Linked DNA regions of Gossypium hirsutum: region 1 is linked to region 2. A link is a contact called in public Hi-C data. All regions are on one chromosome and are shown on one strand. The core of a region is the stretch at or near the end of the contact, and the rest is flanking DNA. Distances in the headings are between cores, read along the strand shown. Region 1 overlaps LOC107903817 (ethylene-responsive transcription factor ERF070). Region 2 has its middle 33 kb from the start of LOC107903818.

What was found. A called contact is a pair of places that touch in the nucleus more often than the background predicts.
Region 1: a Hi-C map of leaf shows a contact between it and region 2, with 3 times the contacts expected there. The contact joins two enhancer-like sites. A contact is called at or near these places in 2 of 34 Hi-C or Micro-C datasets (anther and leaf).

What each region holds. Positions count from the first base shown.
Region 1 is chrD05:53,403,881-53,411,045 of Gossypium_hirsutum_v2.1, reverse strand. LOC107903817 (ethylene-responsive transcription factor ERF070) reads left to right here. Exons shown (of 4, transcript XM_041092162.1): 1 at 1-800; 2 at 904-942; 3 at 2,129-2,324; 4 at 2,475-2,605. The coding sequence starts at 122. The coding sequence ends at 550. Among protein-coding and RNA genes, the nearest start is that of LOC107903817, 3.6 kb to the left of the region's middle. Within about 2 kb of position 3,100, at least 4 of the 9 cell types and tissues checked have an H3K27ac peak or open chromatin away from gene starts, as enhancers often do. A contact at or near this core is called in leaf, where this site is marked.
Region 2 is chrD05:53,332,965-53,340,126 of Gossypium_hirsutum_v2.1, reverse strand. No RefSeq gene overlaps it. Among protein-coding and RNA genes, the nearest start is that of LOC107903818, 33 kb to the left of the region's middle. Within about 2 kb of position 5,081, at least 2 of the 9 cell types and tissues checked have an H3K27ac peak or open chromatin away from gene starts, as enhancers often do. A contact at or near this core is called in leaf, where this site is marked.

The DNA.
Region 1 (7,165 bases), core at 1,851-4,350, 73 kb before region 2:
GCACGCTGCACGGTTTAATTCAAAAGAATATTCCAACACAAAAAATAAATTTAAATATGAACCAAATAATTTCACCTTCTTTCTCATTTAAAAAATTATAAAAAAAAACAACCCTAAAATTATGTCGCCGCCGCAGCCGAACGGAAAACCCCAACAACCGATTTCCCGGCGAATTGTCCGAATTACCGTTACCGACGCCGACGCTACCGACTCTTCCAGCGACGAAGAAGCGGCCTCTCCGAAGAAAATCCAAAAGCGACCGAAGAAAAAGCTTGTCAACGAAATCACTATCGGAGTTTCGACAAAAGAGAACGACGTAATAGCTGGGTCGAGCCAGAGCAAGGTGAAGAGGTACCGAGGGGTTAGACAAAGGCCGTGGGGGAGATGGGCGGCGGAGATTAGGGACGGAAGGAGGATGAGGCTTTGGCTGGGGACTTTCGATACGGCGGAAGAAGCTGCCGTTGCTTATGATCAAGCGGCGGTTAAGCTGCGTGGACCTAACGCTCCTACTAACTTTAAGTTGCTTGATTGCAACGCTGTTCAGTCCTGAATTTTCTGTAAATGTTAACCTTCTTTATCCCCTTTTGCCCTTTGGTGTTCTCGATGTTTATGTTATTAGGGCTTTTTAGTTTTTGTATCTTTGACTTTATGCATGTAATAACCTGCGAACATTTGTTCCTCTTGTTTTCTCCTTCATCGGATCATGATATTGTACATCTTTTTTAACACCATTTCCTACTTTGTAAACTAGAACTAACGATTTTTGTTAACTAAATTTGAAGAAGCGTTCAAAGTTCAAGGTAATTTCACCATCCTTTCTCCTCTTGTAAACCTTAAAAATGGTGTCAGAAATTGAACTGCCACGAGCAACGCGATTATTTCATATTTTGTTTTTTTTTTCAGGTGGAAGAATGTAAAGCAAAGAAAACCAATCTGCTAAAGGTACATATGTCCTTGCTTTGACTTGGTTTTTGTTTCTTTGAAATTTTCTTTACCATTTTTGTTTTTATGTTCTTTTATGTTACTTTGAGTTCTTGGAGGTAGCCATCACGTCAGTTGTTTTCTTGTACATATTTTGACTCTTGTTATTGGAAATTTTTATTCTATCACCGATCAATTTGTGTTAAATTTCTAAAGTCGGTAGATTTTTAAGGATTTTTTTGTCTTCTAATATAGAAGTGAATGAATAGTTATTGATTTGTAAATGAGTGAAAGTTGAAGCAATTGGGATTCTTAGTACTTATCAAATATAGATGTTTAAGTTAATTATGCACTTTCCCCATTACTGATAGAGTACAGCGAATGTTTTTGAAATTTAGACCAGAAGTAATTTTATAGGATATAAAATGGTTAAATTTCAAAGCAAGAAGCTCAATTCGTCGAGTGGATCTATGGATGGAGTTTATGTGAATGTGATGTTTGTAACTTGTGTTCTCATTATTGGTTAAGGTGCTTTTGAAAGGAGCAGGAATGCCAAAGTGGTAGTACAAAGGGCACGGCATCCTCACCTGAGTAAATATACCAATTCTGCTGTTTCCTGACACCTTATGTCTTCATTTCTTCCAAAAGTTTGGTTATGTTCATCGATGATTGAGTATTGTTGGTTAATAATGTCTTGAGATGTTGTGCAATGTTTTTGTAATGTTTTTTGTTTATTTAGATTTCTCTTGGGTGCAGTATGCCCACATTGATCATATCAGTTTTCTCATGCTGAAGCCTTTATGCACCATTAATGATGGATTCTGATGTAATATAACTTTTAACATACATATGGAACCTCATAGAGTGGAATATATACATCTTTGTAAAACTAGGGTCTGCTGGAGGAGAGTCTTGTTTACAAACTAGCCATCATTCAACCTTTCGGCTCAAATGGGGAAGAAAGTGATCTAGAATTCCCCACAAGCAGTTTTGATCGAACCTTGTCTCCCTACCACTTACAAGGGTTTATCCTCGTGATAAGTGTTACTAGAAACAGATTATCAAATATTCATGTATATATTTGGTCTGAGGGAGAATTAAGAGATCTAGTTTCTGAATTCACCTAAATCTCGTTAGGGCTCTCTGTGTTGTTGGCTTGCTCATCTTGACAATGTTGCGAGTTTTACTTGCTTATTATGATCTGTAGATCAAGGCAAATCTCTAGTTCTGCTGCCTCCTCATGGATAGTACCATCAAGGATACAGAGTTGTGGATCCAAGTGACTCGAAATGGTGGCAACAAGCTCTACTAATAATCCCTGGGTGCACAGATATAACATCCGAGGCTATCAGAATCAAAATCTTAGAGGGGAATTCAATTCATACTACATTCCGAGTAATCTGGTATGACTCTGATACATAATTTTGAGTCGAGCTTAGTGAGAAAATATGAGACATGTAAATTTTGAATGAGGAAGCAATAATATGGCCTGTTGATTACTCTGTTGGTACCAATTCGATGACTTGACTCTGTTAGGCCTTGTTTTGTAGCAGGATGGAAATGGGTGCCCAAGATTGTAATTAGGTTGACTGAAACAGGTCGATATGGTGTTTATGTAATTCTCAAGGGGTGAATATGTTCACTCATAAATACTTGAAATAATGGTATAAGCAAATTTTTTTTATTGTGTATCTCATATATTTCCGGTGCTCCTCCCATGTTTAACGATTGCTTTAACATCATCTTTGGAAAGTGAAAACTATTGAAGAAATTATGGTAGGAAGATTTACGCAAATAGTGCAACTAAGGTTCTTCAAGAGCCAATACATGATTAAAGCAGATATCTTAATCAAGTATTTTTTCTTAATTGGGTGGGATGGTTTGAACACAGTTGTCTAATAAAGGCTTTAATTACCATTTTAATCAAGTTTTTTATATAGTAGTTTTTAGGTATTAATGAGACGGCTATGTTGGTTATCAAGCTTAATGTTTGATTGCAAGATGAATAGAGTTCTGTTAATCTGTACTCATCTTTTATTAAGTAATTAAGCATGCTTTATTAGGCAAATGAAGTAAAACAAGAGTGTTCAGAACAATTGAGTGTAATGGATTGGACTATGCGTTACACATTTATTCAGTCGTAATTCTCAAGCCCACAACAAAACAATTGTTCGGCTCAAATGTACAACCCTTTATAATTTATGAATTTCCTTCAGTTCCCTCAATGCCCTCAATCTATGACTCATCCACCTCATCCAATCTCTTCCTCAAAAGCCAAAGTTCCAATGGTGTTTTTCGTTTCAATATAGCACTCTATTTGAGGCATTTCTTTAAATTTACAATTTCTTTTTTTGTCTAATTCCATGCATTAGTTTATTCGATTTTTGAAAAAAAAGTTTGAATCAAAGTTATGAATTTTTTTCCTTCTCTCTTTGAAAATTTTCTATCTTGCAATCTGTTTAAAAAGTTAAAAAAAAATCTAAAAAGGCTTAGCAATTGACCCAGAGTGGAAGGAATTTGCCCAACAAGTATATACTAAACTTTGTCAAATTGCCCATACTCAAAGGTATAACACAAGTGACATTACGAGACCTGTGATCATTACAAAATAAGTCAAAAGAAGGGAAATAACACAGTTTGGAGGGTGGATTACTTACATACTAAGTCGGTGAAGGTTGGTTTCAACTAGCATATTGCTCTCCCTACAGATTATACTTGACAGCCTTTGGATGATCGGATCAAACTCCTCAAGCAGAGTCCTACAGTCAATCTCCAGTGTAGACAACAAACAATTGCTTAAAACATTTAACATTAGTTACCAGATCGATAATCAACTTGGCATCCACTTTAAAAACTTGTTCAGTATTCCAATTTAAAATCCATTCAGAAGGCTAAAATATTTAAAATATATTTGAATTTGATCTCTTTTTAAGTTCTTATATTCTTTTATACCTCAATAGATATTTTATGCATATTTATATATAATAGACTGTTTAAATATAAATTAAGGTTTAAAACCTTTTTATACTATCCCAAAACTCTTGGAGAATATATGCTTTAGTGGGTTTGAATTTAAATGATAAAAACTCAAGTAAAATTTTTAAGTGTTGAATTAGGTCACGTTTGAAGTAGGATCTCGTCGCATATTTTTTAATTCAACGGATGTGGTTAAAAGATAAAAATGAAGAGATTGTAGCCATCTATTTAAGCCACGTCAAAAACTAAGAAATTGTGGTGGAGACTAGAACTTGTTAAATTGATTGTCAAATATGTTGCTATTCTCTAGAAATCGGTTATCGACTATGTTGCTACTATTTGGAAATCAGTTTCTTCCCCTTTTTTTTAGTGTTGAAACTGGTTGAATTGGTTAAAATGTAAACATATGTTTTGGAAAACTCAATATAGCGAAATTTTAAAATTACTCTTAAAATCGAGTCATTGTGTTGTTTATGACAATAAATTTTACCAAATTTAGTATATGTGTTGTTCACTTAGCAAATCTTACTGGTTCTTGACTTTCAACTAACATGGTCTTTTTCCTTATACTCAAAACCTTAGTTGCTCAGAGAGTGGGCTCTAATTTCTTGAATCAATCACACAATGAAAAGTTAATTCTACTATAGATAAAGAAATCAAATATCAAGATAGAATTTATTTAGGAAATAATGTCACCATATTTCAGCAAACTAGCTACGCTCGATGATGTGTCTATTTGACTTAACCCATAGTCCTTATTTATAGGGAAAACTACAACAATTCTATTATAACAAGAGACAAAATAATAATATTTTAATAGAAAATATGGAGTCCCTTTGGGATTTTTTATGGTGGGTAGTATACACACTGAAAATACCCAATGTGCTACCAACCCCATATATAAGAGGGCTTATTAGGCCTTTCTCGTATTGAGTACAATTTTATGAGTTTTTTTTATCTTTAAACTAATTCATATATTTTATCCAACCCAATAACCAATTTTATATTCTCAAAATATTATTTCTTTAATTAATTATATCAATTAAATTATTTTCTCAACCTAATTCGAATTCCATTAAAGTTATGACGACTTTATCGTACTAAAATTTATGAGTAAATAAATTTAATTGTCTTTGTTTTGTACAACTGCGTTGACTACTTAATTTAATTTTCACTTTCCCCAATTATTTATTTACAATCAAATAAAAAATAATTCAAAGAAAGCGCATTTACTACGGATAGTAATAATGCAATTTATTTATGTTTTTGTTGTTTTCATTCATTCAACATATTAGTTCTAATTGCAATCTGAACAGAATTGTGTTGAGCTAGTAGATTTATAATTATGACTCAAATAATTTATAATTAAGTTTTGACTCTTCGTCTATTAATTACTATATTATTTAATCATTAAGTCAATCCCCAAAAAGTATCATGATTGAACTCTCCCTTATTATATATCATTACAAAAGCAACTTATAATTATGCTTGTCCAATGATCATGTCATTAGAGTATTATCCTCATAGGATATCATTAATCTCTTTGAGTTAAATTTTGTAACACCCCACGCCCGACCTGTCCTCCGGTTTTGGGTATGAAGCGTTATAAGTGAGTCTATACTTAAATTCGGCTAATTTAGTTGCTAATAAACAGTCTAAAAATGAAAACTATCTAATAATGAAAGTTAAAATAATAGTTCTTACAACTAAGGAATTAAGCCACTGAATGTTCAATCCTTCAAATTGTTCTTATTGCTAATCAGAGTGTTTGTTTACAATGTGCCTCTTAAAACTCTTATCAGGCTAACTCACACGACCCAAATCCTAAGGGCACTATCTAGATACAATCCATTAGCTCCTAGGAGAAGCTTTCATTAGTAACCCCTTCCTATGTGCATGACTCCATCTGTCTGCGATCCTTGATTTCAACTATTTGGTTTAGTCCATCCTCGAACTCCTCGTCCAACCTTGCAAGTCCTGTGAACATAATTCAACTCTGTAAGTTCGAATGAACTTAGTGAATTCCTTTATCACATCATAAATAAACCCTATCGCACGAGGGTAAACAACGTAAACAAATTAAATATAAATACTCCCTGCTCGCCCAAGGCGAATATTTGACATCAGGGTGGTGGACTTCACCTAATCATTCGAGCTACACGACTCGTCTTGAAGCATTCCTTTGGTCAAGATCTCCATTCGACCATAACCCAAATACCTCACCATATCATCGAGTTCTATCCATATCATGTCTTGCCTTTCCTTACACAAGGTGTTTGTCGACCTTAAACTGACTTGGTTGTTCACCAACTTCCCATTAGGGACCCTTATGGTAGCCTTTCAACTATCCAACCAACGATTCTTAGAGCATACCTTCATTGGTAGACTTGGTCGTGCAAGTCCCTTGTAGATTATTTCTATCCATACCGTAGTCTTGAAAAACTTGTTGACGTCTCAGTTTGGTGCTGACCTTCAACACTTTCACTCCTTTAGAGAACCCATAGTTTATCGTTCCAGTGGCTATGCGATTATGCCATATTACTTACTTGTTTCCTTCCCACAGAGTTATCCTTTTTGTGATGTATCCATACTAGACTTTCCCCAAAGAAGAATAGTCTTGACAGACATTTTGTCCTTTGGATAGAACTTTTATCTTGGGAGTACATCCCCTAATCTTCCTATGAGATACGCTACTCACGTACAAATTTATTGAGCTCTCCCTGGTGGCTTTTCTTTTCAAATCCTTGCTCATGATCCTTGGATAATTTCCTTTCCTACATTTCCATAACTAGACCAACTTCTACACGAGCCTACTTTCTCTAATTCTTGTTGGGTTTTTGCCATGCCTTATTAGCTTCCATCACTTTTGGTGGATCCTTAAAAGTCTGCTTTCCATACTTATGCTTTTCTTAAACTCTTCCCCCATCTATGTGGTTTTCCCATATTTGGCGCACAGACCCTATACTCTTCACTTGAGGTCCTAGCAGACTTCCCATGTCTATTTTTTGGTGGACTTTATAGGGTGCCGTAGCTGAGTTGTGGTCTTATACCCTCTTTCCTCTTTTCTATTGTCCTAACAAACTTACTCGTATTTATTGTCCTAGCGGACTTACTCTATTTCATGTTTAATGTCTCGACAGGCTATCTCTATTTCGTGTTTAATGTTCCAATGGACTATCTCTCTATAGATGCCATGGAGTCTTTCATCTGTGGTCTTACACCTATCCGCCATCCTAGTGTACTATCTCATGATGCCATGGAGTCTTTC
Region 2 (7,162 bases), core at 3,832-6,331:
ATTACAGTAATAGTGCCAGAAAACACTTCTTCCATCATATCAAAACCCACTCCAATGCAAATGCAAAATCATAGTAACTTACGTACATAACACATAGGTGGTATGCCATGCACACCAAAACACGCATTTTATAGAGCACAACATAACATAACGCATAACTTATACAGATCGTATCATATCTTAGTTCTTATACTAACATTTATTCCACATAAAGATGTTATGTGTAATCAAATACATAATAACATTTTCAGAGTTACCAGAACACAGATCATACTTACATTTTTCACATACCTTAACCACATCATATGCTGACACATATTGACAACTGTCACATTTCAGGTCTTATTTAAGCCAAATGGACCCCACAAAAAATCTTATTACACATTTATAAGTCAAATGGTCCTAAGTAAAAATTTTCTGAAAATGGGCCCACACAGCCTAAATGGCCAACCCTTGTGGCCTAACGGCCTACCTAACCATCCTGTGTGATCACACATGCCCGTGTGCCCCACACAGCCTATCGAAGTTGTCCGTGTAATCGCACATGCATGTGCGCTCCACACGGCAGACCACACGCTCATGTGGTGCACACAGCCTTCCACACAGTCATGTGACGAACAACAGTCTCAAAACAACCTTAATTTTCTCGAGTTTTTCGAGTTCTAAATGACGATTCAGGTTAGAATCACACACCTGATGATAATTTTGATAAACCATGCAAAATCACACTCTGAATCCTACAATCATTCATCAAACCTCACTAATTAATCATCAAAATTCATCCAAAAAAATAATGTCCATAAATCAAACGTTCAGCCCCTGATACAAAATTCAAACACTTACTTTTCCGAAACAACATCGAAACTGTATCTATTCCGCTAGAGGGTTTTGGTTTTTGTACCTTTCGCCTAATCAAAATCACGAACATACTTAACATAACGTGGAATGAAAACTAAACACCAACACCTCAAATCTTATTCAAGAACAAATTAAAACTAAAATAACAGAAAAATAGCTTGACAAACTTACACCATGCTTTGAACTACGATCGAAGAGTGAATCTTATACACGTAGAAAAAAGCAAAATTGAAACGACAACAAGCAAAACCACTGGAAACGGAGAAAAGAAAAGAAAATAAAAAAAAGAAGAAGAAAAATAGAGAAAAGGGGAAAAAATAACGTAGGAGTGGGAGAGACAATTTGGGATAATTTCTTAACCACTCACATCCCACTAAGTCCCATAATTAACCACCCACATCCCACTAAGTTCCATAATTTACCACCCAGATCCGACTAAGTCCCACAAATAACCACTCACCAGATTCCTTCATAATTCAAAACAAAAACAATTTTCACTTGCACACACAGGGACTCAAATTCAAGACCAAAGGGTAAGCTAACAATCACCTTACTATCGAACAAGCAAGCTCATTCTTATCAATAGATGCACTCAAATATTTTTTAAACCAAATACCAAAAATTAGAGATTAAGACAAAATTGACAAAAATACAAGTGAATGGATTCAAACCCAGAACCTTCCTCACAAAAACACTACCCCCAACCACTTAACTAGAATAAATTACTTAGCATAATTTCAAATCTTAACTCAAAAATCACAATTGGACCCCTCTAGGTTTTACTAACTCAATTTCTTTCAACTCGATTTTTGGGATGTAACATGAGTTCTAATAATTTGCTTATGTTTTGTTGAAAAGCCAAAGAAGGAGATTGTTGGGACCAAAGCTATTCAGAATTGATGTTTAAATAGTCTATTTAAATAGCTATCTAGAAAGGCTTTCAGGGCACCCTAAATGTTATTATATTTTGGCATTTTTTATTTGGGCCTCCATGATTGTTTTCTCCATAAACAAATGAATCTCAAAATGTATTTTATTTCATCTCAAACCATGATGATCGAATTTGGCCGATTGTGGAAATCATGAGATCGACATGGCTTGTGTCATAAGGCTTATCCTTATCATTATCATTTAAGCTATTTATTTGATGATTAAGCTATTTATTTATCTTGGCTGATAAGGATTTATTTTGGGATAATTATTGGAGATAATTCAAGAGAAGAATTTAGAGTTTTACCTTATCAAAATGACTTTGAGAAGCTGTCGATTTTTAGCCTATAAGTAAGTTGTTGTGCTGCACATGGGTGTGCATTTGGAGTGCTTTTGACTAGTTATTTGCATTCTTATGTTAGACTTTTATTGTAGAGTAAAACATTTGAGGTTATTTAGGTGAATGATTGTAACAAGTCAGGGTTATTTACTGTGGCTGCAATTATTTCTTGTGTAAGGGTAGATTGAGCTTTAACTAATAGTTTATTAGATCAATTGTTAAATAATTTATTCATTGTGCAAGGATCTGCAGAGTAGAATTGTTTTCGAACTGTATTACCAAAATTTGTGCCTATTTCTCTCCTTCTCTTATTTGCTTACTACTTGTGTTTTGTTAGAACAAGTGCTCAGACGTATTTTTGAACACTTGTTTGAACATCAAACTAGATAGAAAACAAACTGAGATTCTAACACTAACAAAAAAACATAATTAAAATAACAAATTTTGATTAATTCAAATAAATCAATTTATTTAAAAAATTAGTTTAATCAAATCAAATTCGCCCTTAACAGAATTTTTTTTTCAAATCAACTGAACCGAATTTTTTATAATTAATCGGTTAAACAAATCAAATTAATCCAAATAATGAACTGCCCTAATATCTGTCTTCTTCTTTTTTGGTTACGAAGGATCGATCCCAATGGGCGATGGAGTGTACAAGCAAGGGTGGGACAGGTCTAGCTTGGCAATCACTGGTTCATCTTTTCATTATAAGACTGAACCAGATTTTAATTAACTGAGTCCTACCACATTATTGTTCCATATGGCCCATCTAGTGGGCAGGCTAAGAAGTCCAAAACTCCAGATGAAAAAACGTCCACTGTCATAATGATTTTACCAGAAAGTTTTGCAGTGAGATTTAAAAGTACATAAAATAACAAGATCCAGAGTTTAACATAATTAATTGTCTGTAAAAGATGTAATATAATTGAAAAAGGTTGTTCTTCATTAGGGTTTCGAACTAAATCTAGAAACCAGCTTCTGTTAAGACATACAAGAAAAACAGGAAGCTATTGGAACCTCCTGTTAGTTGAGAAAGCACTCAAATTTGCATGTCTGGTAAAAGATAAAAAGAGATATTGCAGTGTTATATTGACATGTTTGAAACTACCGACATGATTGAATTAATGATGAAGATGTTTCTGTATTGATCCCTCCACTAATAGGAGAGAAAGAAATTGATTGATTGGACAGATAATAATATTGCTTTTCAAGTGGAAGCAGCTGGTAAAATTTACATATACCAGTATTGGGTCACACCATTTGAGTGTGGTTCTACTTCCAACTAGAAATGAAAATAAAGGGCCCTTAATGTTTGTTTCATACAGTTCAAAAATGAGATTTTATTTAAAGCTTAAAAGTATTAATTGGATTTGAACTTGGAGTTAAATTCTGAATTTAGTAATTATTCTTATATTGGGTTTTAAATTTTTTTATTCAAATTAAATTTTGAATTTGATAATTATTTTCATATTGAGACTTGAACTCTAGGCTTTCAAATATTAACTTGGACAAAATAAATTCAAACCCAATATGAGAATAAAGTTCGGAATCTTACTTGGACCCAAAAAAATCCAAACTCCAATGTAAAAAAAGTACCAAATTTAAACTATAAAAAGTGATTTAACTTTTTAGATTTTGATCCATCAAACATTAAGAAAGAGAGTTTGATCACCGTGTAAACACATTTTTCTCTCAAGTCAGTCCATATACAGTTTAGCTTTTGGCATTCATAAAAGTAGGAATAATACCCTCTCCATTTAAATTTTATCCTAGTTTTGCTTTGGACACATTTTTAAAATTAGTTGATATATAAGTTATAATAATATTATATCTGTTATGATACTTTTTATTACCGACCTGAAATCTGAATATAACCCGAAGTGACCCGTGACCCAAGCCTGGGCTCTACAAGGTGGATACATTAAGAGCTCGCAAGGAGGACTCGCGGGGATGGCTTGCAAACCAAATTCGCATGTTCCTGGGTGTTCACAGGCAGAGAATGCAAAGTGAAGCGAGTTGATCGGCAAACATATGTTAAGTCTGGGACAGTATGCATGTCAACATGCACGGAGCCTACTTAGGACGTCATTTCAATGAACAGTAACTGTATCAATTAAAATACTATCAATTAAAATAATTTTTCTCTATAACAATCACGTTTATTTGCCAAAATTGTTATAAATATATGGTTTTTATACACCTATAATAGCATTCGAAATATCTATAACAATATTTAACAAAAAAAATACCTATAACAACATTTAAGATTTAGACTATATTTGAAACTTTTTTTTAATTTTCAAATTAAAAACTATAATATATTAATAGTAATATTAATTAGATTGTATCTTTGATAAAATTTACAAATGTAATTTTTATTAAAGATTATTATCATTTAATATTGTATAATTAATATAGTTTATATAAAAAATTTAAATATTTTATTAATATAATATCTTAATTAAATTAATTACTTTTATTTCACTTAGGAATAGACTTAATTTTACTAAAATTAAATATAAGAAGTAGTTATAGAGAAATAACTTAATAAATAGAGTATTCCAAGCTTTATGGTTACTACTGTTATAGAAGATAAAAATAAAACATAAAAAACTCAATTCTAATATAAATTTAATTGTTATAATAATATGATGTTATAGAAAAAATTGATTATATAATAATTAATTTTTATTATTATTTCTAATCGTAATTTAATGGAATATCTTAAGATATTAATTAACAAATACCGTACATGAGAACATGTTGGTCTCATAATCATCTGAGTTGTGATTTAATGGGGACATGAAATATTGAATGGTCCATTATAGGTGGTCCAAATCTCACCCTTTTTGCATTTGCCCAATGAATTGTGTGTGAGACAGCACAATATGTCTGACGCATTTATGTTATTGGATGATGGTACCATCTATTTTTCTTCATATTTATTTGGTCCAAAGTGATATGGTTGATTCTTGGGAAATGTCATCTTCATCTCCCATTCTCATATTTTGTCACTGTTAAGAGTGTCCAACTTTGAAAAAAGAAAAAGAAAAATGGGACAAGGAAAATGGGGGAGTACATATAATAGAAAAACATGTTACATCCCATCTATTTTTGTTCTTTTCTTACAGTTTCACACACATCCAAGCTCCCCAAAAAAGCATGTCTATTAAATAATGATAGAAGAAGATACATGATTTATAAGCTGAAAGATCCATCTCATATGCCATTCTTTTCCATTCAGTTGTTGCAATTATATATCATTGCATTGGCTTTTTCATCCATAGAAGAGAATAACCCATTTTGATATGGACTTACCTTAATCATGATTTTTCTCGAGAAAAGTTTGATGAGTTTTAATTTTACTTGTCATGAAATCATAAGAGAAATTATTTATAAACTCATGCTACATATCTTTTCCTAAGGTCGTGTATCTATTTTGAAGTGTTGCACTCCTTCAACAGTGAAAGTATTATTTTCAATGCGTTTATATTTGGTTTTAATTTTAGATTTTTTCTTACTTCGACAAGAGTCAAAAAAAGGTTCACAGAGTTTAGCGAGAGCGTCTATGCTAAGACACTTTAAGGGTATGGGTTTGAAGCCCACCAAGGTTAAAATGATAAAACATTTCTTTAGTGGACTTAGGTGTTCCCGTCAAAAATTCCGTGAACCTCTTTAGGCTTTCCTCGATGTAGGGAGATAAAAACCAGAGCTAAAATCAAGTATAGTCACCCAAAAATAATACTTCCACCATTGAAGGGGTGAGACACTCTAGAGTAGATACTCGCCTTCAACACCTAACACGAAATCTTTGACAGATAAGTTAATGCATTTACATTTGAATCAATTATAAGATTTTTTTAGTTTAGTTATTCCAATCCAATAAAATTATTATTGGATCAATGGATAAGTGAAAAATTTTTTTCTCCACAACTAGGTTGAAAATTTGTCTCCTATATCGTTGATTTGTTTTTTAAATACAACCTATAAAGATCTGTAACTCCATTATCATTATGTATGATAATTATTCATATTCCTATTTATATGTAAACTTATGTAGATGAAAATATTTATATAACGAATTTATAAAAAGAAATTATTATGAAAATCAAATATGATATTAGTTGTGATGATAAAGTTAAGTTAGTGAATATCATGATATCCTAAGTTCTTATGTTATAATTCTTATTATGTATATTTATTTTTAAAATTTATCAAAATATAAAAAATTACAAATACCCTCAAAATAATATCTGTTGTTTTGTAAAAGAAATTACTATTCGGTAATTTCAAATGGAGTTGGGGCTTATTGACGGGTGATACCAATTTAGTCAAAGTCTTAATATATATAACTAGAAACTTTATCACACACATTTGCGTGTGGAACAAAACATTTATAACACAGATGTATGTTAAAAAATAACATATAATAAATATGAGTATACTTTGAAACTAATTAATAATAAATTGTGCATAATAAAATTAAAATGTATAAATAACTCAAAATAAAGCATTGATTGTGTGATAAATTTGAAATTTTTCTAACCTGATTAGCATGAATTCAAATCTCGTCATATACATATTTTTATTGTTTTCTAAAATTAAAAAGACTAAAATTTCCTCAAATAATATATTTATTTTAAATATGGAAAGTTATTTTTGTAATTTTTCTAACCGAATTGGTCCTCAATTGACTTGTGGCATTAACTCAACCTGTAACTTTATTAATAGTATAGATAATATAAGATATAGATATATGCATGCATATATATTTATACCCTCCCTCCACATTGAAGAAGTTCATCCTACCCTATGTTGGCATCATGCTGCCCCCTTTCCTCAACCCAACCAAAAGTACATGAATGAATTTGAGTGGTAGGCTCTTTTTACATTGGTTGCCCCAAAATGGAACTATTACAAACACTAGTAGACAGTGTACGCACTCATGAATAGTGAGAGAGATCATTGAGAAAAGAGAAGCATAATGATTTTAATCAAAGAAAATATTGGAGGGACTAAGGGAGCTGGCCT